Linked DNA regions of Mus musculus: regions 1 and 3 are each linked to region 2. A link is a contact called in public Hi-C and HiChIP or PLAC-seq data. All regions are on one chromosome and are shown on one strand. The core of a region is the stretch at or near the end of the contact, and the rest is flanking DNA. Distances in the headings are between cores, read along the strand shown.

Region 1 (4,104 bases), core at 1,309-3,808, 140 kb after region 2:
AGAGAAGACTGACATTTAAGAGAGTTATTTGAGCAGGCCGAATTAACCGCTTGGACAAGGAATGTTTGGTCTTCAAAATCAAGGGTTTTCTTTTGTTGTTTTTCTTGAGATATCTCTGCTTGGATTTTATGGAATCACAGAGTGTTCCAGATAGCTTTATGTCAGCTCAGCACAAGCTAAAGTCTTCTAAGAGGAGGGAACCTCAATCAGGAAAATGTTTTCATAGCATCAGGCTTCAGGTTAGCCTATAGGGAGGTTTCTTAATTTGTGATAAATGGGGGAGAGCTCAGCCCATGGTGGGTGGGGCCAACTCTGGGCTGGTGGCCCTGGGTTCTATAAGAAAGCAGGCTGAGTAAGGAGCCTCCCTCAATGGCCTCTGCATCAGCTCCTGCCTCCGAGTTCCTCTCCTCTTCGAGTTCCTGTCCTGGCTTCCCTCAGTCATGGACTACAATGCGGAAGTGTAAATCCTTTCTTTCCCTACTTGATTTTTGGTCATGGTGTCTCATCACAGCAATAGAAACCCTAACAAAGACGCAGAGCAACTCAGTACTATAGGTACAACTCAACCCATGTGATGTTTTGGGAGTTCTGGAAACCACTGTGACCACACATTAAATTATAGGTGAAGCTGTAAGCAGCCCTCTGCTCTCCTGACACATGACTTCTCTCCACAACCCACAGAGAAATGACCTTATGATCATTAACTTGTTTGAATCATCGGGATTCGTTGAGAGGCTGTAGTATCAGCTAAAAACATTACCCCTCCTCCCTAGAAAAAAAAGGTATATTCAAATTTTCCATGTTTCAAGGTAAGAAACCCTGCCTTTGGTTCACACCCAAAACCACCTCCCAGATTTCACCGGCAGCAGTTCTGTAGTGCAATAGTTTTCCTTGCCTTCCAAATGTGCAGCCAAATGATTTCTGGCTGTTCCCAAATATCAAATCCCCGAAGGAACAAGACGTTCCAGTGCAGAAGAGGTCCAAAGGAATGTGCAGTGCACTCAAAAGGCATTTTTACAGAGAGTGGTCCACAGACATTTCAGGAGAGCCAGGGACTCTGTACAGTCTGCTTTCACCAGGTGAGCGCCAGGGAGACAGGAGCATTTTGTGCCCATACCTGCAGATCAAATAACCAGCCCCCTTTCCTCTCAGACAGAACTCATGTGGGAGCTCTGGGGTGACAACTTCTTATTAGTTGATTAAAAGCTCAACAGAGATCCCCTCATAACAAATACTGCTTTTCTGCACACCCTCTTCTACGCAGCTCTGTATGCCTTGCCCCTCGATTTTGTATGATCTACACCTCTGTTTTCATCTCTCCTTCTCCTGACCCACACTGGTGCAACCTGAAGAGCAGATAGAGGATTCCTGCACTTTGTTTTTTGTTGTTGTTTGAGACGGATTCTCACTAGGAGGCCCTGGCTGGCCTGGAACTCATGATAATAGAGCAGGCTAACTTAGAACTCATAGAGATCTATTATTTGCCTGCCTTCCCAGTGCTGAGGTTAGAGACATGGGCAACAAGGCCAGGGGATTTCATCACTTATATGCCTATTTGACATTTGTGTTAGCATTGCTGATGCAAGGAATAACAGCACTACATTTGCAGAATGGGAGATTGCAAATACACAGACAGTGTGGCTCACTCTTCTCTCTGAGAAATGAAGGGCACTTTAGAGCATAACCTGGTCACTCCCTTAGCTAAAATCTAATGCTTCTCTTTCCAGAGTCCAGCACAACGTGTTTGCTCAGTCTTAAGCATGTCTCCAAGCAACATCCTCTGTATTTGCTGGAAGGAGATTCACTCACTGAAAGGCAATTGCTCACTACTTTAAGAGCGGCTGTGGTCTGGACTGGCTATTCAGAAAGGCAGTCAACATCAGGTGCAGCCTTGGTCCCCTTTAGCTCTGTCTACTTTGATATGATGGAAAAGCAGATTTGTAACTCCTACAACTTTCAGTTTGGCGGTTCTGCCACTGACTACAGTCATAGATTCTCACCCGCTCTTTTGCATAACAATTGCCACCTCAAAGAACACAGGAAAGCTATGAGAGGCCCTTTAAGAATTAAAGACATCTAATCTATGCATTTACTTATCTATCATGTATGCGCATCGCTTGCGTTCCTTCCAAACACTTTCTAAGCTTCAGGTATCCAAGCTTCTATCTGGCTGGCTCCAGCTTTGCAAGACGAGGAAGAGCAGCAGTAGCAACGCCTGTACAGCCCGTGCCTTTTGCTGCCTGGAATGACCTGAAGCTGGCAAGGAGAGACAGTTTGAATTCCAGGCAGGCTAAAAGGCCTTGGCTGAAGAGCTGAGGATTTCACAACGCCGCAGGGAAAGCCTTTCCATAAAGAGATGAAGGGATATGGAAAAAACTGCAATTCTGCAAATTGGGAACAACTAGAAGGTGGAAGTGTCCTAGAAGTCCAGATGGGGTCCTAACGTGACCGTCTGCCTTCCTCGGTTTCCGTCACAACCTGCAAACCACACTATCACAAACTGTTACTATATACAGGGCCTAAGTCCCCTTCATCCCAGCTCTAGGGGAGTCAGAGGCTGTGTTGTCTACCTTCACGCGCATGCGCGCCTTCCAGATACTTTCTAAGCAGCAGCAGCAGCAGCGCCCAGATCCGGTGATTAAAGAAAATTCCTCTCATCTTATACCTTGAAATGATCAATGCGTAATCTGAAGCGGTCTCAGAGTCTGTGGTCTGTTAAGAGTCAATGAAATGGAAGGAGAGGACGAGTCAAGACTTGCTAGGGTCTGGAACTACAACTTCCAGCAGACACCGCGCTTTGTGTTTGGCTTTCTGGTGGGCGTGTCCAAGGCCTAGGACGCTTAAAGCGGCGAGACCTCTTGGGGCCAGATCTCTGCAGAGCTAGCCAGCTGGAGTGTTCCAGCCACAGGAGGCCTGCGAGCAGAATCCTTTTAGATCTGCTGTTGTCAATGAACTAGCAGTCAGTTCATTAGAAAGGACACCGGTTAAGCATTCCAAGCCTGTTTTGAAGTTCATCAGCTCTTTCTCTAGCTCTAGCTCCACAAATCCTAAGTTGTCCATTCAACAAATAAAAAACTTAGAAAATACCATCTGTAAAACCTGTTGTGTCAACACAATTGTTTTTCTGTTACTGGTATCCATAGGCAGTACTTAGTGTCCCACTTATTAAGACTCAGCGTGACCCACAAGGAATTCTTTAAAGAGAACCAGTGGATAAAGTAAAAACTTGATTTAAAATTTTGCTTTCGTTTTCTACTTCTTCTAATGGAGTGTCTTTAAAACATAGCATGCCTTCAAAGTGCATATTTTTAAAAAATGATTTACATTGTGACATACTCTTCAAATAGAACGCTTTCAAATACTGCTTTGCTTTTTCTTACAGGAAGACAACAACAAAAATGTTCTCTGGTAGCATAGTCTAGAACATCGGTTCTCAACCTGGGGGTCACAACCCTGCCCCCACACCTACCCCCACCCACACCCCAGACCTTTTCATAGAGGTCTCATATCAGGTATCCTGCATATTTACAATACTATGCATAGCACCAGCAACATTACAGTTATGAAGTAGTAACGAAATAATTTTATGATTGAGGGTCACCACTACATGAACAACTAGATTAAAGGGTCACAACATCAGGAAGGTTGGAAACCACTGTTCTAGAAGGTGCCATTGGTTCTAACAAAGCAATGACAGTGGTTTCCTTGAGCTGGGTAGTTACTCTGATCAGATTCTTCTTGGCATCTTATTGGTTCAAGGCACTGAAAGTGAAGACGTCCCCAACTCTCTTCCCACCCCAGCTCCTAACTAACCCTGAGTTCTTATTGGCACTAATAAACAACCTCTCCCTGCTGCCAACTCTCCCTTTTTTAAATTTTGCAAACAAATAGAATGTAAGGACCTCTAAGGGAACCAATTTCGGACCTGAATGCAAAATAGTTTTAGAATTAGGTTTTCCCCTTTGCTTCTGGATTTGTCTGCTTGATGCCTCTGTGTGCATTTGTTCTGTTCAGTGTGACCTTTGTGAATAATATGAAATTGGCCAACTGTGCCCAAAATTAATACGATGTATAATTTATTATTTATTCCTTTTGTGCAGTAGC
Region 2 (4,390 bases), core at 830-3,329:
GGACAGCATTAATTGGGGCTGGCTTACAGGTTCAGAGGTTCAGTCCATTATCATAAAGGTGGGCACATGGCAGTGTCCAGGCAGGCATGGCGCAGGAGGAGTTGAGAGTTCTACGTCTTCATCTGAATGCTGCTAGCAGAATACTGCCCTCCAGGCAGTTAGGACTAGGGTATTAAAGGTCACATCCACAGTGACACACCTACTCCAACAAGACCACACCTCCTAATAGTGCAGCTCTCTGGGCCACGCATATCCAAACCATTACAGTGGGTATGTGGGGAAGATCAGTCTCTGTTAGAGGCCGGGAACACTAGGTGGCTGTGAGGCTGAAATGATGATTTATTTTCCTTGGCTTCAAGGTAGAGTTTTTGAGTTAAGTATAGAGGCCCCGACTCTACTACCTTTTACAGTTGAGTCATAACTTTTCCTGGGGATGGGACCGTTCTGGAGAACTGGAGAGAGTTCTCTTGGGGTTTTAGTGGTCACATTCTTAGATCCAGAAGAGTGATAACAGGTTGGCATACTCTCATGAATGTGTTATGTCGGTGACATAAACATGATTGTATCTGAAATGTTAGAATTAATTGACTGACACTAAGTTCAAAAGAGTCCTGCAGTTTTCAACACCAGTGAGTTGTCAGGTACCCCTGCTGACCTCGATAATCTTGGCTGAGGCAAATGGTTTCTTTTATTCCAATCTTAAATACTAATATTCACCCAATAAATTCACTCCCAGGGACAAGTCATCGTTCAATCTGTGCTAGCGTGCTCTTGGTCACTTGTTTACCTAGGAGCGCAATCATTATCTATCTTCAAAATGGAGTCCAAGGATGCTTGTAAATTGGTGTCTCTGAGGGCAAGGCACAGTCTGGGAAAAAAAAAAAACCAAAACAAAACAGTGTAACATTGTAAACAATATAAATTAATGTAAATCAGGGCATATATTCAGCGGCCCCTGGGAAGACCCACTGCTAGGCAGCATCGCTTGTGGCTTAACCTCTGCTCATGGCTGCGGTTCTGACTCTGGATCTATCAGTTGCACCTCTGGAACGAAGCCAGGCGTGTTTGGATAGATGTCCTTGGGCTCTTCCCCACGGTGGGGCAGGTATTCCACTGAGTCGGGTGATTTAAATATTTATTGCTGTGCAACAAATGACCTCCAGAGTAAGGTGCATAAAACGGGAGCTTATTTTCATGCATTCGCTACAGGCTGTGAGTCGGGGAAAGTTTTACCCAGACTTCTCAGGCCTGGGACTCTCAGGAGACAGCCGGGAAGCTGTTGGCAAGGGCTGAGGGGGTTTCAGAGCTAGACTTGGGCAGTTGAGCTTATTTCTAAAGCCCCTCTCTTGGCTCCTGGCGGTCTTGAGTCCTCACTGTACAAACCACTTGGCGGAGATGTTTATGCCTCAGCAGCTGGCTTCCCTCAGAGATGCTTGGGGTCTAATCTCAGACCTGCTTTCTCACCTCCTTAAGCCCTTAGCTGTTGGGCACCCAAGCTAAGCCAGTGGGAGGGGATGCCACAAGAGTGACAGCCAGGACACCGGGGGGGGGGGGGGGGGGGGGGGGGGGGGACTAGAGGCCAGCTTGGAGGCTGGATGCCCCACCCCAGACCCACTCTCGAAAGCTACTCGCAGCTGAGGCTCCCACTCCTGCATTATAATGCAGGCCATTGTTTGATTCTGGGAAGTAACTGGGAGGGTGGGGCATTGTCCTTAGAGCTCTGTGTTACTTCAGTGAGTCTCCACATCCTGTAAGGTTGACGAGGACCCTTCCCTTTCTGACTTAGGAAACCGAAGGTCAGAATACTGAATATCTCATAGCCTGTATTGTTCTTACAAGAGATTTTGCTGGTGACTTCTTATTTCTTCTTCTTCACTTCATTAACTTTTCATTTGGAAGTCCGGGTCCTCTCTGCAGCTATTCCACGGCCAGCTGTCTCCCATGCCTGCTCATTGCCAATCAGAGGTAGTTCTTATGAACCCCAGGGCTCTGTATTCCTGGGCCTGCTGCCCTTAATCTGTTGGCAGTTTAGGTTCACGATGCCACCAGGCTAGGCCAGCGGAAGGGGCTGGTTTCAGCTCTCAGAACAAATCAGATGAGTAGATGACAAAGGCTGCAGATGGGGAGAGCTGGACGACACAGAGGCAACCTTCGTCCTGAGGCTGAAGCCTGGCAGTTTTCCCTGACCTGCTTCCCAAGGTCATTTTCCATCTCTCCTTCCCAGAAACAGCTCGTGACTCACATTCATTAACACACCTTCAGTCTTTGTGTCTTGCATTCTCTCTGATTCCTCCCACCCCTCCCCACCCACTGACTCTATGGCTTTCAAGATCCGGCCATCAATTACCCTCCTGGCCTTGATCCTTAGAATTTTAGGTACTGAGTCCCTGTGTGAAGAAGTGAAGCCCAGGTAGGGCTGTAAACATTCACTGAATAGATCTGAGATGCCCTGTCTTTAGTAGACTCCTGGGTGGTATGGGTGTTACTGGTGTGGCCCATACTTCCTGTAGGCGAGCTCTATGTGTCATTTTTCTCTTTGGTCCTTATTTATGTATAGGCTGGAGTCGTCTTGTGTGTTCCTCAGACCCAATTAGGTTCAGGATTTGTTGGTCATTGTGCTATCTGCATGTTTGTCTGCGTGTGTGAGTGAATTTGTGTGGGCATGTGTACACGTGTACACATGCCCACATGCATGTAGAGGGCAGAATTAGCTGTTGCGCATTGTTCCTAATCTTCTTCACTTTGGGTTTTCTGTTTCTCTCAGTCTCTGTCTCCCCAGCCCTTGTCTTATAGGTGCATCTCCACATCCAGTATTCACACGGGTGCTGGGGAATAAAACTCAGCTTTGTTAGCCTTGTCATCTCTCCAGCCCTTCACTGACAGTTTGCTTGGAGGATGGGTAGAAGGTCACCTCAGAGAGTGACAACAGTTCAAGGGAATGCGATTCCTAGTTGAGAAGTATTCCAGGTGAAGTAAACTGTGTTTGGCTTCCTAGTGTCTTTATTTAATGATCAGGGAGAAAGAGGGACATGCAATTAGTTCTTTTTGCACTTTGAAGAACACTTAACAAGATTCCTCCCGGGATCAAGGACAAAGTATGTGAGGCCTGAAGTTGCACTGAGATATGGGAAGCGACTTTTTCTTTTCTTTCTTTTTATTTTTTTAATGTAGGAAGGGGCTCTTTTCACTGAACCCTTTCCATTTTGGGAAAGAGAGGGGAGGAGAAGGGAGGGGAGGGGAGGAGAAGAGAAGGGAAGGGAAGGGAAGGGAGGAGGGAGGAGAGAAGAGAGGAGGAGAGGGGAGGAGGGAGGGGGGAGGGGGGAGAGAGGAGAGGGGAAGGGGGAAGAGTGGAGAAGAGGGGAGAAATTAAATCACATTTGTTTTCCTGAGGAGAGCATGTATGGCCACAGCTACCCAAACCCAGATTTCCTTTGCCTCTAGGTCTTGAGAGGAAACCAGCTGTGGAGTTGGCGCCTGAGCTGCTTTAAGTTGTGTGAGGAGATTCCCCCCTCCTCCCAGAGCAAGTATGAGCATTAGTGGAGCGCTGGTCTTCCCTGTGGAGTTGTAAGCCAACCTCTGACACCCGGGCAGCAGACAACATTCCCTTTCACCTACTTTCTTCTCCAGGCGTTCCGTGCATGCTCGCTGTCCACGTGTGAGCAGCTCTTGATGACTGGGTTTGCTTACACCATTTCTTCCTCAACACCAAGAAAGAATAGAGGCTCTCTGTGAGCCGTGGAAGTGGGGACAGCAGGGGATGTGAGAATGTCACTTTAAGAAGGGAAACTAATGTGACCCAGAGATTGTGACCTAGTGTCAGGTGGTCCTTTTCTCACACAAAGGTCCTTTGTTTTATGGGAAGACATAGGGAAGTAGAGAGGGGCACATGGGTTGTTTGAGGCAAGCTAATGGTGACTAAGTCATAAAGGGGACATATATATATATATATATATATATATATATATATATAGTGTATGTGCATATTCATATGTATATGATATGTACATCTGCATATCTGTATATCTACATACCTGCATATACACACATGTGTGTCTTCAATGCTTTCAGTTAAAATCCAGGCTTTAAGTCTAAAAACCACTGTAACAATTACACACTCAAATGCATAGATTCTGGCCTCTTGTATCCTCAAATAAGAATCTTTCTACATCTGTCCTTTGGATCAGATTTTTAGTTCTGACCATGCAGCCCATACGGACTTCATAGCACACTGTGTGATCACTTCTGCCCTAACAAGTGGGGTTCCTTTGATGTTTTCTTTGGGTGTAGGATATTAAAGTAGCACAAAACTTTGAACACCGTTCTTCTGAATGTATCCATTGTGTGTTGTACGCACCTGTGTGTGCTGATGTGCCTGTGTGCCTATGTGTTT
Region 3 (4,203 bases), core at 186-2,685, 210 kb after region 2:
TGGTTTACTTCATATCTCTTTTCCTGATCTGGTTACAAATTCTGCCTTCACCTCCTGAGTGGTCTAAGGTTTCTTCTGGTGCTTTGCTGCCAGAGCTGTGGGTACCATCCGACTGTTCTTTCAGTGGATGAACCTATTCTGACCACATGCTGCTTTGTGGTGCTAAGTGTGGGGCTACAGAGGTGTCCTGAACACAAGGCTTGCTTTACTGGGTCGGATATGTGATGAGGTAGAAGGCATGTGTCTCTAGCATAGCACTGTGAGAGGCAGCCTGGTGGGTACTGCACAGATTTAGACATTAAGATTGGGGTTCCAATGGCTCATAATTTTTCTGGTCCTCCAATCATCATTTATAAAAATAGTACTATTGCAGCCTTTGTGAGCGAACTGTTGGGAACAAGAGGCACACAAATCACTAAGTGTCTATAGATGTTCAGTATTCGCTATAACGGCTACCTGTCTGCAGGGTGTTAGTTTATCTTGTGTCTGTGGAACCTGTAGACATTTTTAGTCCATGCTGCGTAGGGAGATTTTATTTGTTTCCTACCGGAGATGCTTGTCTTTGTCAAATAGAATTTCATGTGACCTCTGGAATCAAGTACAGCTGGCTGCCGGTCTTGGCTCTGCTCTGACTAGTGCTGTGGCTGGCCGTTCCTTAAGCAGTAGACTTTTCAGTATAAAATGGGAAGAATAATGGTTCCATGCCCACAATGATGTTCTGAGGATTAATGGAAGTCAACTGTGTAAAATGAGCCCAGTACATATGGAGCTCTCCCTAAATGGTAGCTCCGATTTATCCTGTTAGTTGAAATAGTGGCTTCGGAGTGTCAAGATGAATGACTTCCTGTATATTCTCTGTTCAGTTTTATACTTTTCAGGCTTCATTATTCTGTAATTCATCACAGCCATGTCATTATAGAAAGCTTTATTTCTATGTTTGCTTAGCAATGTGTGCGAGTGGTTTTATAAAGATGCAGGCTTAGAATGTATTGGGTTCTGTGTCCTGTGTTCTTGGATAGTGAAAGCTGGGTTTCATAAATGTTGCTGTAATAACCAAGTAATCTATTATTGCCCATTAGATGTATGCTTATGTAACCATTTTTCCTTTGTTGTGTGATTGAGTTATTTGTTTACAACACTTTACAGTTATAGCACTTCAAATCATGTATACGGCTTTTGGGGATTGAGTTGTTTTCTTATTTAGTTTGCTCCTTCGGATGAATTCTCAGGAGGATGACAGTTGTTCAAAGGGGTAAATGTGCCTTTTGAATGCATATTGCCAAACTTCTTTCCCAGAGGGGTCAGCCGATTTTTGTTTCTGTCTTTCTGATTTTGAAAGCTTCAGTTCACTCTCTTACCCAATATATGCTTACCGTGTCATGCTTAGCCCTTAACCATGTTGCGGATTTGCTGAGAACACAGTAACAGAAGGGAGAGCCTCATATGTAAACACAGCTCTTGTGCCACAGGCTGATAAAGGCACAGCATACCTGGATCTCAGAGGAAGGGCTCCAGCCTTACTGGTAGAGAAGTTATTTTCAGTGTTCAGGAAATCCAGGCTGTGTTCTCTGGTAGAAAGTCATCCCCGACTCCTGCCCCTGAGCAGTTTACAGAGGTGTAAGGGACAATAAAAATTGTATGGTGTCATGGTTTGCAATCCGTGCCCATCACCCTCTCCCAAAGGAGTAGTAAATCTATTTTCTATGAAGGAAAAGAGAAGAGGCTGAGTGTTGTTTGCAAACGTAGAGGTTTTGTTCCTTCTTTGGGATTATTTACAGACATCTTTAGTAAGATTCGTCTTTTCTTCCCTGGTCCTTGCCATTTTCTCTTTTAATGTGCTCTTTGTATAAACTACTCTTTATAGTTTGTGGTAGTAGGGGTTCACGAACCGAAGGAAGTATAAAAACTTCATGTTTTTGTTCTGGAACATGCATAGCTACTATCTTGTTTCAGTTCCTCCCTGAAGATCCCAAAATGAGCTTGATGTAAAGTCATACCAAAGTTCTTAGAAAATTCAAAGTTCCTTATTTAAACTAGGAAAAACAAACATGGTTAAAAAAACAAACAAAAAACAAAACAAAACAAAACAAAAAGCCCAAATGCCCCTAATACTCTAAAGTACCAGTTACCCAGAGAGAGTTTACTTCTGATCTCGTCATAGAAGGGGGAATACCAAGAGACCATGACAGATCGCAATTAATAAGACTGTACTCTACAATGAAATGTGTCCCTGTTGAGATAGATGTTAATTAAGAGTGCTATGTGGGAGCCAGTGACTGAAGCAGATCATCTCGGGCTTGGGGGAGATGTGAGAGAGGAACTGTTTAGGTTTGTGGGAATGTGAGCACAGGAGGACTTCCTAGCTCAGGCAGAAAGAAGCATGGCTGAGTCTTGAAACCTGGGTAGAAGGGAGCCTTAAAGACACAGGTGTGGAATGGGATGTTACAGGATACCACCCACAATTCAATGCACTTCAAGTTTGGAGAGTGAAGGGAGTCAGAAGTGCCAGAAGTCAGTCAATTGCTGAATTGCTCTGTGGGTTTCTCAGTCCAGTAGTAGCTGGCTACCATGTTATCATTTAAAATTCACGATCTTGTGTTTTATTTTCTGTTCAGTGTCAGCTGTTACTGGAAGTGGCCTGGCCTCTCTTTATCTTCCTGATCCTGATCTCTGTACGCCTGAGCTACCCACCCTACGAACAACATGAGTGTGAGTATCTGTGGACCACGCCTGAGTCTCAGTGATGGCTAGCAAAATCCAGAGTGAAGATGCTCTCAACTGAATCTTTACAAAGTTGCTGTCTTCAGGAGAATGCCACAAATAGCTTGAACAGAAAATCTGGCCTTTACTATTTTTTTGGTTAGGGCATGAACTTGAGATATTTGTAGTCCCAGTTAAATAATGATGATAGTAATGATAATAATCTTAACGGTTTTTTAATCATGATAATAAAATAGCCTTAGAGTCAGAAAGTGACGGCTACAAATCACCCTACAGTAGTGTTTCAAATGCCAGTGTCCAGTTCCCTGGTGTTGTCCTTTTGCTTGCATTGTCTTTTAATCTCATGGTTAAAAATCATGGACCATGTATTGGAACCCATACTTTCTAAATCAAGTATGCATATATGTCTGTGTGGGGGTATATGCACATGAGTAGGTGCCTGAGAAGACCAGAGGTGTTAGAACCCCTGGAGATGGAGTTACAGGTAATTGTGAGCTATCTGATATGAGTTCTGGGAACCCACCTCAGGTCCTCTGCAAGAGTACTTTGTGGGCTTAACCACTGAGCTACCTTCTCAGCTTTTAGAGCATATGCAGCCTTTGTGTACAACATCTCAGTTTGACTCCTGTAACATTTCATTTTGTTCTCAACAATCTTGTATAGTAGACTTTGCTATCCTTTGCTCTGATTTCCTGGTAGCTAAATTGGGGCTCACACACCTATAATGACTTGCCCAAATTTACATTTCTAGTAGAGGTGGAATACAGTTCAGGCTGCTTGTCTCGCTCACTCATGTGATTTGAAGGCAGTCTTGACAGTGAGCGCTGAGATACAGTAGTGGCTAGAAACTGACACATAGTGTGTCACCATGAGCAAGTGATTTTAGCTTCTCTATAAAAGAGAGCAGCAAAACCTAATTTGCACTGTTGCTGTCGGAATGACCATTTTACGGTCTGGCTGTGCTCGGTGGATGGCTGGAGCAACAGTTTAGAAAGGCCCAAAGAATTAGCATTTGTGTAGGAGTTTTTGTTGGGACCAAAGCTTTCTGTCCCACACACTTGTCTTACCACTCACCAGCTCCAACAGGCCCCTTGACTTAGAAGATTGTGTTCTTTCAAGACAGCCCTGAGGCCACAGTCACCTTTTGATTGCGTTTTTTGGTCACCTTCCCCTTTCTTACATAGCATGTAACGGCAGGCATTGACATACCAGTTTGCTAATAGGCATCCTATATATTCAGGTCACACACCCAGATGCCTCAGATACATTCCCTTGGACATGGCTTTCTGATTTCGTCAGAACAGCGGAGCAGAAAGCTAAGGTGAAGCCTGCAGATATATGTATGCCTCTACGCTGGGAACAAAGGACTAGTATGAAATTCTTCTCTGTAAATCTTTGTAGTTCAGGTCAGAGTCCTCAAGGTCCTCATGAGTCCTCTGACTTTTTGATGTCCATTGCATTATTTGACTGGGGTCCTGGACA

Evidence for each region. Hi-C and Micro-C count contacts between places; a contact is called where the count stands out from the background. HiChIP or PLAC-seq counts read pairs in DNA pulled down with a chosen protein or histone mark.
Region 1: a contact with region 2 is called in an H3K27ac HiChIP or PLAC-seq map of embryonic stem cells, with 10 read pairs. The contact joins two enhancer-like sites. A contact is called at or near these places in 3 of 484 Hi-C or Micro-C datasets (bone marrow-derived macrophages and liver) and 5 of 115 datasets of contacts at active chromatin or transcription factors (Th17 cells, bone marrow-derived macrophages, embryonic stem cells and 1 more).
Region 3: a contact with region 2 is called in a Hi-C map of liver, with 2.1 times the contacts expected there. The contact joins two enhancer-like sites. A contact is called at or near these places in 2 of 484 Hi-C or Micro-C datasets (bone marrow-derived macrophages and liver) and 6 of 115 datasets of contacts at active chromatin or transcription factors (SST interneurons, Th17 cells, embryonic stem cells and 2 more).

Annotation. Positions count from the first base shown.
Region 1 is chr4:53,194,880-53,198,983 of GRCm38.p6, reverse strand. No RefSeq gene overlaps it. Among named protein-coding and RNA genes, the nearest start is that of Lexis1, 21 kb to the left of the region's middle. Within about 2 kb of position 2,558, at least 288 of the 459 cell types and tissues checked have an H3K27ac peak or open chromatin away from gene starts, as enhancers often do. A contact at or near this core is called in embryonic stem cells and liver, where this site is marked.
Region 2 is chr4:53,337,175-53,341,564 of GRCm38.p6, reverse strand. No RefSeq gene overlaps it. Among named protein-coding and RNA genes, the nearest start is that of Gm52737, 12 kb to the right of the region's middle. Within about 2 kb of position 2,079, at least 34 of the 459 cell types and tissues checked have an H3K27ac peak or open chromatin away from gene starts, as enhancers often do. A contact at or near this core is called in embryonic stem cells, hepatocytes and liver, where this site is marked.
Region 3 is chr4:53,131,428-53,135,630 of GRCm38.p6, reverse strand. Abca1 (ATP-binding cassette, sub-family A (ABC1), member 1) reads left to right here. Exons shown (of 50, transcript NM_013454.3): 3 at 2,616-2,709. Among named protein-coding and RNA genes, the nearest start is that of Abca1, 26 kb to the left of the region's middle. Within about 2 kb of position 1,435, at least 14 of the 459 cell types and tissues checked have an H3K27ac peak or open chromatin away from gene starts, as enhancers often do. A contact at or near this core is called in hepatocytes and liver, where this site is marked.